Regions from separate parts of the Oryctolagus cuniculus genome. Here region 2 is linked to region 1. A link is a contact called in public Hi-C data. All regions are on one chromosome and are shown on one strand. The core of a region is the stretch at or near the end of the contact, and the rest is flanking DNA. Distances in the headings are between cores, read along the strand shown.

Region 1 (5,659 bases), core at 930-3,429:
CTGTTGAGGAAGAAAAGCTCTCTCTCCACTGGGGTTGCTTAGCTAGAAGGATGAGAACAGTAGTTGGTTGTTCCCACCTTGCAACAAGGAGGAAGAGCCTGTCTTGGCTGGGAAAGGAAGGGGCTGGCAACATAGAGGAAAGCCACATTGAGAGTTGCAGAGTCATGACACCTTTTCCTTCCTCTATCCAGCCATACCTGGCGATCAGCTTACCTCTAGACTTTTTAGTTACTTAAGCAAATATATTCTCTTTTTCCTTCAAACCTTTCTGAACTGGGTTTTTGTCACCGAGAATCCCAGATAACTTCTCAGAGCCTCAGTTTTGTCTTTTGCCAAATGCAGTTTAATAATACCCTCCCACCTATGCAATGCCTAACCCACTGTTGGCACATGGTAGTTATGGTTCTTCTTCCTGTGGGGTCTGGGAGCGAGAGTGACTGTGCCCCTCTGTTTCAGGAAGCAGATCATCCTGTTTGGCCAACTGAGAGAAAAATGCCCTGAAGGCAAACAGAGGGAACGCAGCCTCCTTTCCCTAATGCAAATAGCATCATCTCTTCTAGGTGGACAGAGGAGCTCAGTGTAATGCATATTTTCCCCCTAGGTCTGGTTTCTGATTGCTACCTGATGTGTCCCAGCAGGCAGCCTGCTATGTTCTACAAACTCCAGCTAGATGATAAACCTTTGATTTTTGCTCTTCTCTGCTTCTTGGGAATAATGGAACCATAATGGATTACGTCACCAAGAATAGCTGTAATTGTAACAATGCTGCACAGAAGGAGCTGGCAAATCAGTCAGCCCCGTAAAATGTGCCGACTTGCTTTTAGTCGCTCTCTTTGGAACGGGTCTCGACCTTGTATGTTTTTCTTCACCACAAACCTTTAATAAGCAGAGGGCTTTCTGTGGGGAGTGGAGAATGAAAGTCATACACATGGGAGGTTTTATTCTTGCTTTGTTTTCTTTTATCTCCTGTTTGTACAATTCCCCTAGAAATGTGGTCACAGGGAGAGATGTCAGCACCTCTTCTCTCTAAATATCTTCGCTGCCACCCACCTGGCATCACGTCAAAAGAAATGTCACCTCCCTTACCTGGAGTGGCAGATCATTTGAATGCTGTCCAAGGTGCTGACAAATGGTATTCTTAGGGAGACATCTTGGTTCAGTTCATAGGCTGTATTGTGCATAGTCAGGGAGACATTGGGCTATAAGTGTTGGTAAGGAGGGGTATCTCTGGATACTCCAAGTTACCTGCTGTAAGCATGCCTTCTTGGAAGGCCATGTTCTTCTTATTTCCTCTGAGATCCTGGAACCCACACTGAAACAAATGATAAGTAGTACACATGGGATGGTAAACATGGTTCTCCAGTGCTTCACTGGCATGGTAGATAAACAAGCAGAATCAGCACTGGTTACACCTACTAGATGCCACTATTCTACACTTACAGTATGTGCCAGACACAATGAAAGATACTTGGTATCCATTTTCTCAAGTGCTTTTTATGACAACTCAGTAAGTTAGGTACTGTTATTGTTCCAATAGTACAGTCAAGAGAACTGGGACTTAAAAAGAAAAAAAAAATGGTTTGACCCATGGAAAGAGCTGAAGTTTGGCCATGGGTCTTCCTGACCTCATTAGAACTCACTGTTTTAACAACCAAGATATGCCTAGTGAGTGTGCTTAGGAATAAGTTCTAGAAGACATGGGAAGGTCAGCCCCTAGCTCACTAGGTGGTTTAGAACAAGATACTTTTCTTACCTAGGTTTTGAATTCCCCAGCTGTAAAATTAGTGGGTCAGCTCTAAGGCTGCCAGTTATCCAGGTAACCCTGGTTTAGTAGAAAGATCCCTGTCACTGGACATGAGCTTGAATTACATAGCTAGGGAACCACGTGGCAACACAGTCACAGAGGGACTCCCTCCCAGGTTGGTGAGGTGAATCTGCACATCTTTATCTTTCTTTGTTCCGTGAGAGGCTGATGCCAATGTTTTTCACCTAATTCCAGATAGAAAAGGCCAATATTTGTACGCCCTGGAGCCTGGTCTTGCCAGTTCTGAGGCAGCTTTATTTGTTTGCTGCAGTTTGCTGTGGTGACTCAGCAGGAGGTGGGAAGGACGCACCCGTGCTCTCAGCTGCCTCCTGAAGTCCTCGCTTGGCTAAGCACGGAGATACTGGGTGGGAAGGCCTCAAGATAATTGCTTGAAATCTTTGTTGCTGATGTTCCCTTTGCCTTGGCAGGTCCCGGATTTCCCTACCTCTAGCAGGGTTCTCACTTCATTGAACACTCAAACACCCATTAGGGAAGCTTGTCACTTTCTTATTTGCCAGAAATGTCTGACACAGAAGGGCAGGTACCACTTAAAATGTCAAGGCAGCAGTGCAGCTGACAGGTAAATTTCTGTGTAAAAAATCCTTTTTCTTTTTTCCCTTTGGAGCAGGAAACAATGGAAGATTCTCTGATGGCAGACAGGCACGAAGACTGTGTTCAGCCAGAGAGGAAGGGGTAAACAGTCAGGATTTCAATAGTCTGTGATTCTAGTGCTCAGTCCCCCAAGGCACCCAGTTCTCCTCCCAAGGACCCTTTTCATATGCCTTGTTGATGAACGCTTCTTCTACCCTCCCTCCCTCCATCTCTACTGCCATGTCCACCTTCCTCCTGGAATTACGTCCTCATTTATCTTCCTGTCTCTGACTTCTCTGTATGACAATCTATATGCAGCTGGTTGCCATCTGTAGATTTTTGAAGGGGAGTCCTGAGCAATGGCTTTTGAGCGTGGATAATTTCAATGGCTTCTTGAAAACAAATGCACTTCCACTCCACTCCACCAATTCCCCCTCATAAGTGCTTGCTATATGATGCCATGAACTACTTGAGACATCCACTTATTTTTCATACATCAACCCTATCAGGTGGGCACTAGTAGCTTCATCTTACAGTTGAGTAAACTGAAGCAAATTGCCTTCAAAGAAGTTATATTTACGCAGATTAAAAATACAAACCAAGATAAACAAACTATGGTATAGCCACATAATAGAATGTTAGGTTAAACTGAATAAACTGAGGCTGAGAGATTCAATAACCCGCCTAGGAGCTCCCAACTTGTAAGTGCCTGACCCAGATTTAAAGCAAAATAGTCCTCATTTTCCCCCTTTTAAAATCATTGCTATTAATAGGGTTTATTTTATAGATAACTTTTAGGTTTATAGAAAACGCGAATGAAGTAGAGAGTTCTCATACTCCACACCCCCCTTTCTTCTATTATTAACATCTTGCATTGCGTGGCATGTTTGTTATAAGTGTTGGACAAAGTAGTGACATGATGATCATCCTAAATCCATAGTTTATATTAGGATGCACTCTTGGTGTTGTGTGGCCTACTGGTCTGGATAAATACATATGACATGTGTTTGTCATAACTGTATCATATGGAATAGTTGCACTGCCGTAACCAGCTTCTGTGCTCCTTGCTCCTTCCCCCTGAATCCCTGGCGATAACTGAATTTTTTTGCTCTATCCTTAGTTCTGCCTTATCTGGAGCATCATATGGTCGGAAACAGTAATTAGATGTTTCAGATTGGCTTCTCTCAGTCAGCAATATACATTTAAGTCTCCTCTGTATCTTTTTGTGACTTGATATTTCATTTATGCTGCATAACATTCTATTGTGTGGTTTACCATAGTTTGTTTATCCTGGTGTGTATTTTTAATTTGCATAATCTACAGCTTCTTTGAAGGCAATTTGCTTAGGCTGAAGTTTCAGATCCTTCCTAATATGGCTCTCATTTTAATCCTGTTTATTCTTTTCCCCATCCTGTTGGCTCCCTTGTTCCCTGAACACACCCTTCACTTCTTAGAGCTTTTGCTTAAACTGTTGCTATTTCCAGGAACATTTTTTTCTTCATCTTTGCATATCTAAATCATACCCAGTGTTTCAGGTTTCAGTTCAAATGCTACCTCTCTGGTGAAGCCTTGATGCCCCTACCCCCAATTGCAGATGAGTTTTTTTTCCATACAAGCACTAAGTAAGGTTGATAGGGATGGTTGTGTACTTGGTCAACTTGGCAACTAGCCATCAGCTTCTGGTTACAATTATATTACAATTATATTACAATCTATTTCTCCCAGTTTGGCCCATGAAGTTCAAGCATAGATGACCATCACTCCTTACATTACAGCTGGTGGGGAGCATTAGACCAGACATAAGCCCATTGTTGAATTGCATTTTCTATGGGATTGCTTTGGAGATGAACATGTTACCTAATAGGAACCAATGAGACTCATGTTGAGAATTCATATGTTTGAAACTGAAAGGGCGTGAGATCTGGGATAGTTTCAGCTTTATTATGGCCCAGAGGGGAATATGTATAAGAATAGGGTCATGTGTAGGAGAAGTGAGAGAAATTAGGTCCTGAGGATGTAATTTGTACTCCTTCCCCCCCCCCCTTCAAACTATATAACTACAATTATGTGAGCCAATAAACTATTTTGTTCAAGCTTATTTTCATTGAACTTTCTTATACTTGCTAAAACTTTCTTATACTTGCTAAAAAAAAAAAAAAAGGACTTGCCTACACAGGTATACCACAGGACAGTAAAATTTTCCAGCAGACTATCTGAGGATTAGCTATCCAATCAACAGATATTTACTATGTAACTATTATGTTCAAGCTGCTGTGCTAGTTGTTGGTCACTGGAAGGAACAAGCACTATCTGAAGCCACAGAAATACTGAACAACTTGCAGATCTGTTACTTACGTGCATGAGGATTCCATCTGCACTTATCAAAGATCAGAACACACAGAGGTGGTGTGAGGAGTGGCTAGGGGCAATGGGAGTTCAGCAGGTTCATTTCAGACCTGTCTGCCTCGAAGCTCTCAGTAGTTTCTAGTTTCTTCCACTCCCCGGAAGGATAATGTAGGGCAGGATTCAACAAAGCAAGCCCCCTTGCCCCCTACCACCATTGGTGAGAAAGGGGGTTTACATTGACCAAACCTGGTTCTTAGTGGACTTGGATATATCTTGAAGCTCGTTATCTATTTAACTGGCTTTAGAGAGGCAGCAGGTGTTTGGGGTGGAGAAGTGGGAGTGAAAAGCTCTAGTAGCAGTGTCAGAAAACTCAGCCTAGAGAGTAGGCAGTGGGTTGTGGCAGCAAAGATCTGTTGGGTCAGAGCTTCACTCAGGTGCTGGCTGCACTTGCCTATGAAAGTGGAGCTGTAGTTTGCCTTTCTGAAGAATACATTCCCCTACCCCAACCAGATATGTAGTGCAGGAAGTCTGAAACTTGGATTTCCTGGATATCTTACTAAAACTCAGAATCTGTCTTAGTAGCTCGGGGGTGAGGCCTAGTAGTCTGCATTTCTAATAAGTGCCCAGGTGATGCTGAAAGTAGCAACGAGGTAGAAAACAACATGAATTTATCTCAGGCCCATCACCTGTATTGTCTTTAGGCTCTGATTGTTTCTTATGTTTTGGAGGAATATTTGCACCTGGCTAAGTTCAAGTCTAAGTTCCATCACTAAGTAGGGATGTTTTCAACATGCAGTGTACATGCACTTAGGAAGGGTAGGGAGATATACTATTCAAAAACAAATTTAATTATTCCATCAATGCCCGCTGAGCTCCTACAGTTCTAGACACTGTGCTGTGTTCCAGAATGATGGCCAT
Region 2 (5,659 bases), core at 2,233-4,732, 72 kb before region 1:
AAGTGGAGCATGTGAGACTTGAACCAGCACTCACATGGCATGCTGACATTGCAGGTGATGGCTTAACCTGCTGCACTACAACACAGGCCCCAATGAGCATTCCTATCAGGTGCTAAGCCCTGGGTTAAACCCTTTATGTACATTGATTCTTTGAGTGCTCACCAGTACCCCATGAAGTAAATGGCTTTGTCATGCCCATTTAGCAGATGGGAAAACTAAAACATGGAGCTGTCAGGTAATCACTCCAAGTTCAGCCAGCTGATGAACAACAGAAAAGGGATTCAGTGTCAGAAATCTGACTCCAGATGCTCAAGTTCATCCCACCCTGGTGATTTCTGTTAAAGCTTTCTTACTTCTACCCCTTGAATGATCAACTCTAGGCATCACCTATTGGTTTCAGATGATTGATTATTTAGCTTATTTAAATGATTCCCCCTGACTCTAGGGGGATTTGTGGCAATATTCACTTCTGTTGTGTGTACCATGGGGACCTTAAATCATGCACATAAACCTCAATTTCTGTTCCTATTCCATAAATAATTATTGAATAGCTATATGAGGTCACCTACCTCTGAGTTATGCAGCGGAAAGGCCATCCAAAATTTTCTTGTCCTCCAGCCCCATTCACTATGACACCCAGCTCTGTGCTGGGCACACAGCAGGTGCTTGATAAATATCTGTGCAATAAAACAAATGCAGAGAAACTGGCCAGGAGCAGGGGTGGGAGATGACCAGGCAAAAGAATGGTAATTGCAGCCTGCAGTGTTAGCCCAGCTTCTTCAGAGACACAACCTCCTGCTGAGGAGGGAGCATGGAGCAATAAAATGGAAAAGGAAGGAGAATTGCCTGAGAGCAGCTGTCAGGAAGCACTCCCCCCCCAACCCCCGCCCCCCAGTGGAGCGATGGTGGATGTGCGTGATGACCTCACTGCAAGGTTGTCTCAGCTCAAACACCTGGGCCTGTGCTGCAGCCTCCTGGGAAGCTGCCAGGGAATGCACTCTGCACAGGCTTCTGGCCACCTCTCCCTTGTGAGAAACTTGGGGGACTCTTCTATGACCAGTTCCAAAATGGGTTTTCCGTAAGGGTTGCCTGGGGCTGTTTCCTGGGGAAGCTTCTCCCACGGGTTGGAGAATCTGGGCCTATGTACCTTGAGGAGCCCAACATAAAGGCCACCTGCCACAGGGCCTTTCTGCATGCTGTCCCTCCTCCCTTTTAGCTCCCATCCTCCTTGATAATTCCTACTCATCTTTTGCACCTTGGCTAAGGTGACACTATCTTAGGGCAGATTTTCAGGCCCCTCAAGCTGGGTTACAGTCCTTATTATGTGTTCTCTATGTATTTTTCTCTTTCTCATATTTAGCACAGTAGTAATTTTACATTAAATAGTCATTGCTTATATAAAATCAGCTTTATCCAGTAGACTGGAACTCTCATGAGGGCAGGGACCATCTCTGATTTTGCCCACAACTCTACCCTTAATATTAGCATAGCACCCAGTCCACAGAAAGTGCTGAGTAAGCATCTCTCTCTCTCTCTCTCTCTCTCTCTCTCTCTCTAAGTTACTCATCGATTTATTTGAAAGGCAGAGTGACAGAGACAGATCTTCCATCCACTGTCTTACTCCCCAGATGGCTACAACAGCCTGGACTGGGCTGGGCTATAGCCAGGAGCCAGGAACTCCTTCCTGGTCTCCCATGTGGGTGGCAGGGGCCCAAGTGCTTGTGCCATCAGCTACTGCCTCCCAGGCACATTAGCAGGAAGCTGAGCATCTGGGTGCCACAGGCTGTGGCTTAACCTGTTGTGACACTACCCTGGTCCCGTAAGCATCTCTGGAATAAATGGAGTGAATGAGTGAGCCTGGAATAATCTGTTTGTCAAATGATTCCCTGGTGTGGGATTTCGCTGCCTCAAAACCTGGTCTCTTCTGTGCACCTAGGAAGGAGGAAGGTGAAGTTCTCCACCCTTGGCCTCCCAGTGCAGCCTGTGATTTGCAGGGGCTGGCATCCCCGATGATTCACAGCAACTGGGAACACTCCTCATCTCCTCCCCCTCCACAAACACACACACACACACACACACACACACACACACGTTCCTTCCTCTGCCTGGCTCCTGCCCCCTCTCTCAGTGTCACCAGGCTGTGTCTCCTCACCTTACACTGCAGGAATTCTCAGCCCTTGCTGAAGCTAGATAAGAGAAGCTTTTAAAAAAATGTTTATTTGGCCGGCGCCACGGCTCACTAGGCTAATCCTCCACCTTGCAGCGCCGGCACACCGGGTTCTAGTCCCGGTTGCCCCTCTTCCAGGCCAGCTCTCTGCTGTGGCCAGGGAGTGCAGTGGAGGATGGCCCAAGTGCTTGGACCCTGTACCCCATGGGAGACCAGGAGAAGTACCTGGCTCCTGCCATCGGATCAGCGCGGTGCGCCGGCTGCAGCGCGCCAGCCGCGGCAGCCATTGGAGGGTGAACCAATGGCAAAAGGAAGACCTTTCTTTCTGTCTCTCTCTCTCACTGTCCACTCTGCCTGTCAAAAAAAAAGTTTATTTATGTGTTCATTTTTATTTTATTTTATTTGAAAGAGAGAGAGAGAGAAGAATCTCCCCTCCACTGGTTCATTCTCCAAATGCCCACAACAGCCAGGTTTGGGCCAGGCCAAAACCAGGAGCCAGGAACTCAATCAAGGTCTCCCATGTGCATGGCAGAAACCCAAGCTCTTGGGCCATTGTCTTCTGCCTCCCATGAGCAGGAAGCTGCAATCGAGAGCAGAGCCAGGACTTGAACCTAGGCTTTCTGATCTGGAATACGGGTGTCTGAAGTGGTATCTTAACCACTATGCCAAATGCCTGCCCCTAGAGAAGCTTTTCAAACTCACAAATGTGTGAGTTTCTGACTTAGGAGTTCTGATGATGTGGCACAAGTACAAGGTTAACAAGTTCTTCAGGTGATTCTGTTGAGCAGGCCACTTTCTGGCTTGACCTCAAAGATAACTCCACCCTTCTAGCCTCCTGCCCTACACCAGTTTGTCCAATCTTCTCCTCTGGGGAGAGCGGTGTCCTCCCATGTCATTCAGAGTTCTAGGCTTGGATTTCTCAATTCATTCACCTTGTGGCAATTGGATGGAAAGATTTTTCTAGAAGAAAGGCTTAATTAAAACTCCCCCTTGCAGTCCATTGCTTTCAGGAGCCTGGCAAAGCCATGTTCACCTGCCCAGGCTCATCCATGGAGGTCCACTGCCACCTTGGTCATACTGTGCCTCTTACATGTGAGCCATGCTCAGGGGGTGCATGGGCCGAGCTATGTTCTTGCCTTCCTCTGGGCCTCTGCATAACCACTCCCTGCCCAGTGTCAGGGAAAAAATGTATTCTGACAATGGTTAAAACAGTAAGGAAGGCTTTACTCGGGATTATTGTAATAGAGGTGATGCAATAGGGGAGAGAATGGGCTCAATTACCAGTACAACAAAGACAGCTGAAGATTTTAATGGAAAGTGACTAAGACATTAGGATAAGGGATTCTTGCTAAAGTGACCAGACAGGATGATTGCTAAAGGTAGGCCAAGAGCTTAGACATCAAGCGTGAGAGAGGAGGGGTTTGGTTAGATCTCAAAGGTGAGGGCTGACTTAGCAGGATTTTATTTCGCTATCGCTGAACTGTGTAAAATTCAGATGGGGCCAAGGTGAAGGGCTGGTTGAGAAGAAAGCTCGGAGGAATCTGGCTAACGTGTGATCGAGGCAAGTCTTTGTTACTGAGTTGTTTCTGGGATGTGCTCTGACCCTCTTCCACCCACTGTGGATGCTGGCATTTGTCACATCCTACGGTGGTGATGTGTTACTTGCTCTTTCCCTGCTTGGCTGTGAGCAACTTGCAGGCAGAATTTGTGTCTTCAACCCAGAGGGTCTAACACAGTGTCTGGCCCTCAGGAAATGTGTTTTGAATGAATACATAGTGATGAACACGGCTCTCCAGGAATGGCTGCTCTGGCCCGGATTAATCAATGCCTGTGTTACCTACATCAGTGCTTCTTGGGGTTCTGTGTGGTCAGAATCCTCAGAAAGGCTTGTTAAACAGGGGTGACAGGGCCGCATCTCAAATCTCTGGTTCAGAAGGTCGAACTGGGGCCTGAGAATTTGTGTGTGGAATACCAAGTGATGCTATCACACTGGTCCCAGACTGCATTTTGATCATCACTGACCTGTGGTGATTACAACTGATATCATCACCAAGTGATGTGTCTCATAATATTTCAAAAACTCAATGATAATAAAATTTAATAAGTGAATTTCAGGTGAGATAGTGAAGCAGATGTGAGCTCATGATCTAGGTGACCTCAGTACACAATCCTTTCTCTTCCCTTTGCATGCTGGAGCAAAGACTCCAGACTTCATTTTCTTTCCTTTGTACTTCATTTTCTATGGGAGAGGCTGCATATTAATGCAGGGGATCTGCAGACATGCAGCTTCCTGACTCCTCTCCTATCTCAGCTCTCGTTGCTACCTGCAGGTGTGAATGGGTTCAGGGGGCAGGGATAGCCAGGCAGGGGCCATGTCTGGGGCAGCCAGGGCAAGACTGAGTTCCCCCTAAATGACTGCATGGCCTGAAGGAGGTCAAGGTGCTGCTGTTCACAGGACATTCAGACAGACCTCAGAGTATACTTGGGCTCCTCAGGGTGTGGGGCAGAATCAGGGATGGGAAGGAGAGGACCATACCGGGGCCAGATCTGGGGCTAGCTCTTCCTGTTCTGCCATGTTCCAGAGAGGAACTCCTTCAAATTCTGAATTTGAAGTTGACCCTGCCAGGCCACTATGAGAGAATATTGATCAAGATAGAAGGACAGAAGGTGTATTATTTACAGTGTGTTACTGTAACTTAGAGCTTCTAACTATTCAGACAGGGTCTGTAGGGCTCCAGGTATACTCTTGGCTCAGGACTGGACGGCTGGAGGGACCAGGGGAGGCGTCAGCCTAGGAGAACAAGGCCATTCCTCTAGAGTCTGTGCTGTTCTCCCGGGTGGGAACCTTCAGCTGGAGCTCCAAGTAGCCTGCCTCCCTGGGGACTGGCTGTACACCTCGGGAACACCTGCAGGGGTTTCTCTCCTCCTGAGAGGTCAGGTGAAAACTGGCACCACAGTCAAATACAAGCGAGTCTGCACCTGCTCCTTTGGGATAAAGGAAGAGGTCTGGACACTGACAGCTTTGGATCTGGCACCAGGGTTGGGGAGTCAGGCAGATATCAGTGCTGCCAATTTCTAGATATTTCTCCCTGGACAAGGCACATCAGCTCTGTAAAGCTCAGTATCTTTGTACGTTAAATGGAGACACTGTAATACCTGACACAAGGAGGGGTCATGGCAGATGCCTTTGTCCAGTGCCTAACAGGTGGGTGCTTAGCAAGTAGTCACTGTGATCTGTGATCTTCTGTTCCTTCATTCCTACCTGATGTGGCTTCCTCTCACATCAGGCCATGTTTGGCAGGTTGGAGGACTCTGGCTCCTGGATCCTTGGCCTTTCCTTCGGATAATCTTGCCCTGCTAGAAGGGCGCCCCTCCACGGCATTGCAGGGCCCTAAGTCCCCTCTCACAAAGCAGGCATTTTGCAATGATACGCAGATCTATGGGCCTCTGCCTCAGAGACTCTGATTCACCAGATCAGAGCAGGGCCCAGGA

What was found. A called contact is a pair of places that touch in the nucleus more often than the background predicts.
Region 2: a contact with region 1 is called in a Hi-C map of embryonic fibroblasts, with 2.7 times the contacts expected there. The contact joins two enhancer-like sites. A contact is called at or near these places in 3 of 6 Hi-C or Micro-C datasets (ear pinna, embryonic fibroblasts and psoas muscle).

Annotation. Positions count from the first base shown.
Region 1 is chr6:41,025,966-41,031,624 of mOryCun1.1, reverse strand. No RefSeq gene overlaps it. Among named protein-coding and RNA genes, the nearest start is that of FAM114A2, 60 kb to the right of the region's middle. Within about 2 kb of position 2,179, at least 1 of the 8 cell types and tissues checked has an H3K27ac peak or open chromatin away from gene starts, as enhancers often do.
Region 2 is chr6:41,099,519-41,105,177 of mOryCun1.1, reverse strand. No RefSeq gene overlaps it. Among named protein-coding and RNA genes, the nearest start is that of GALNT10, 19 kb to the left of the region's middle. Within about 2 kb of position 3,482, at least 1 of the 8 cell types and tissues checked has an H3K27ac peak or open chromatin away from gene starts, as enhancers often do.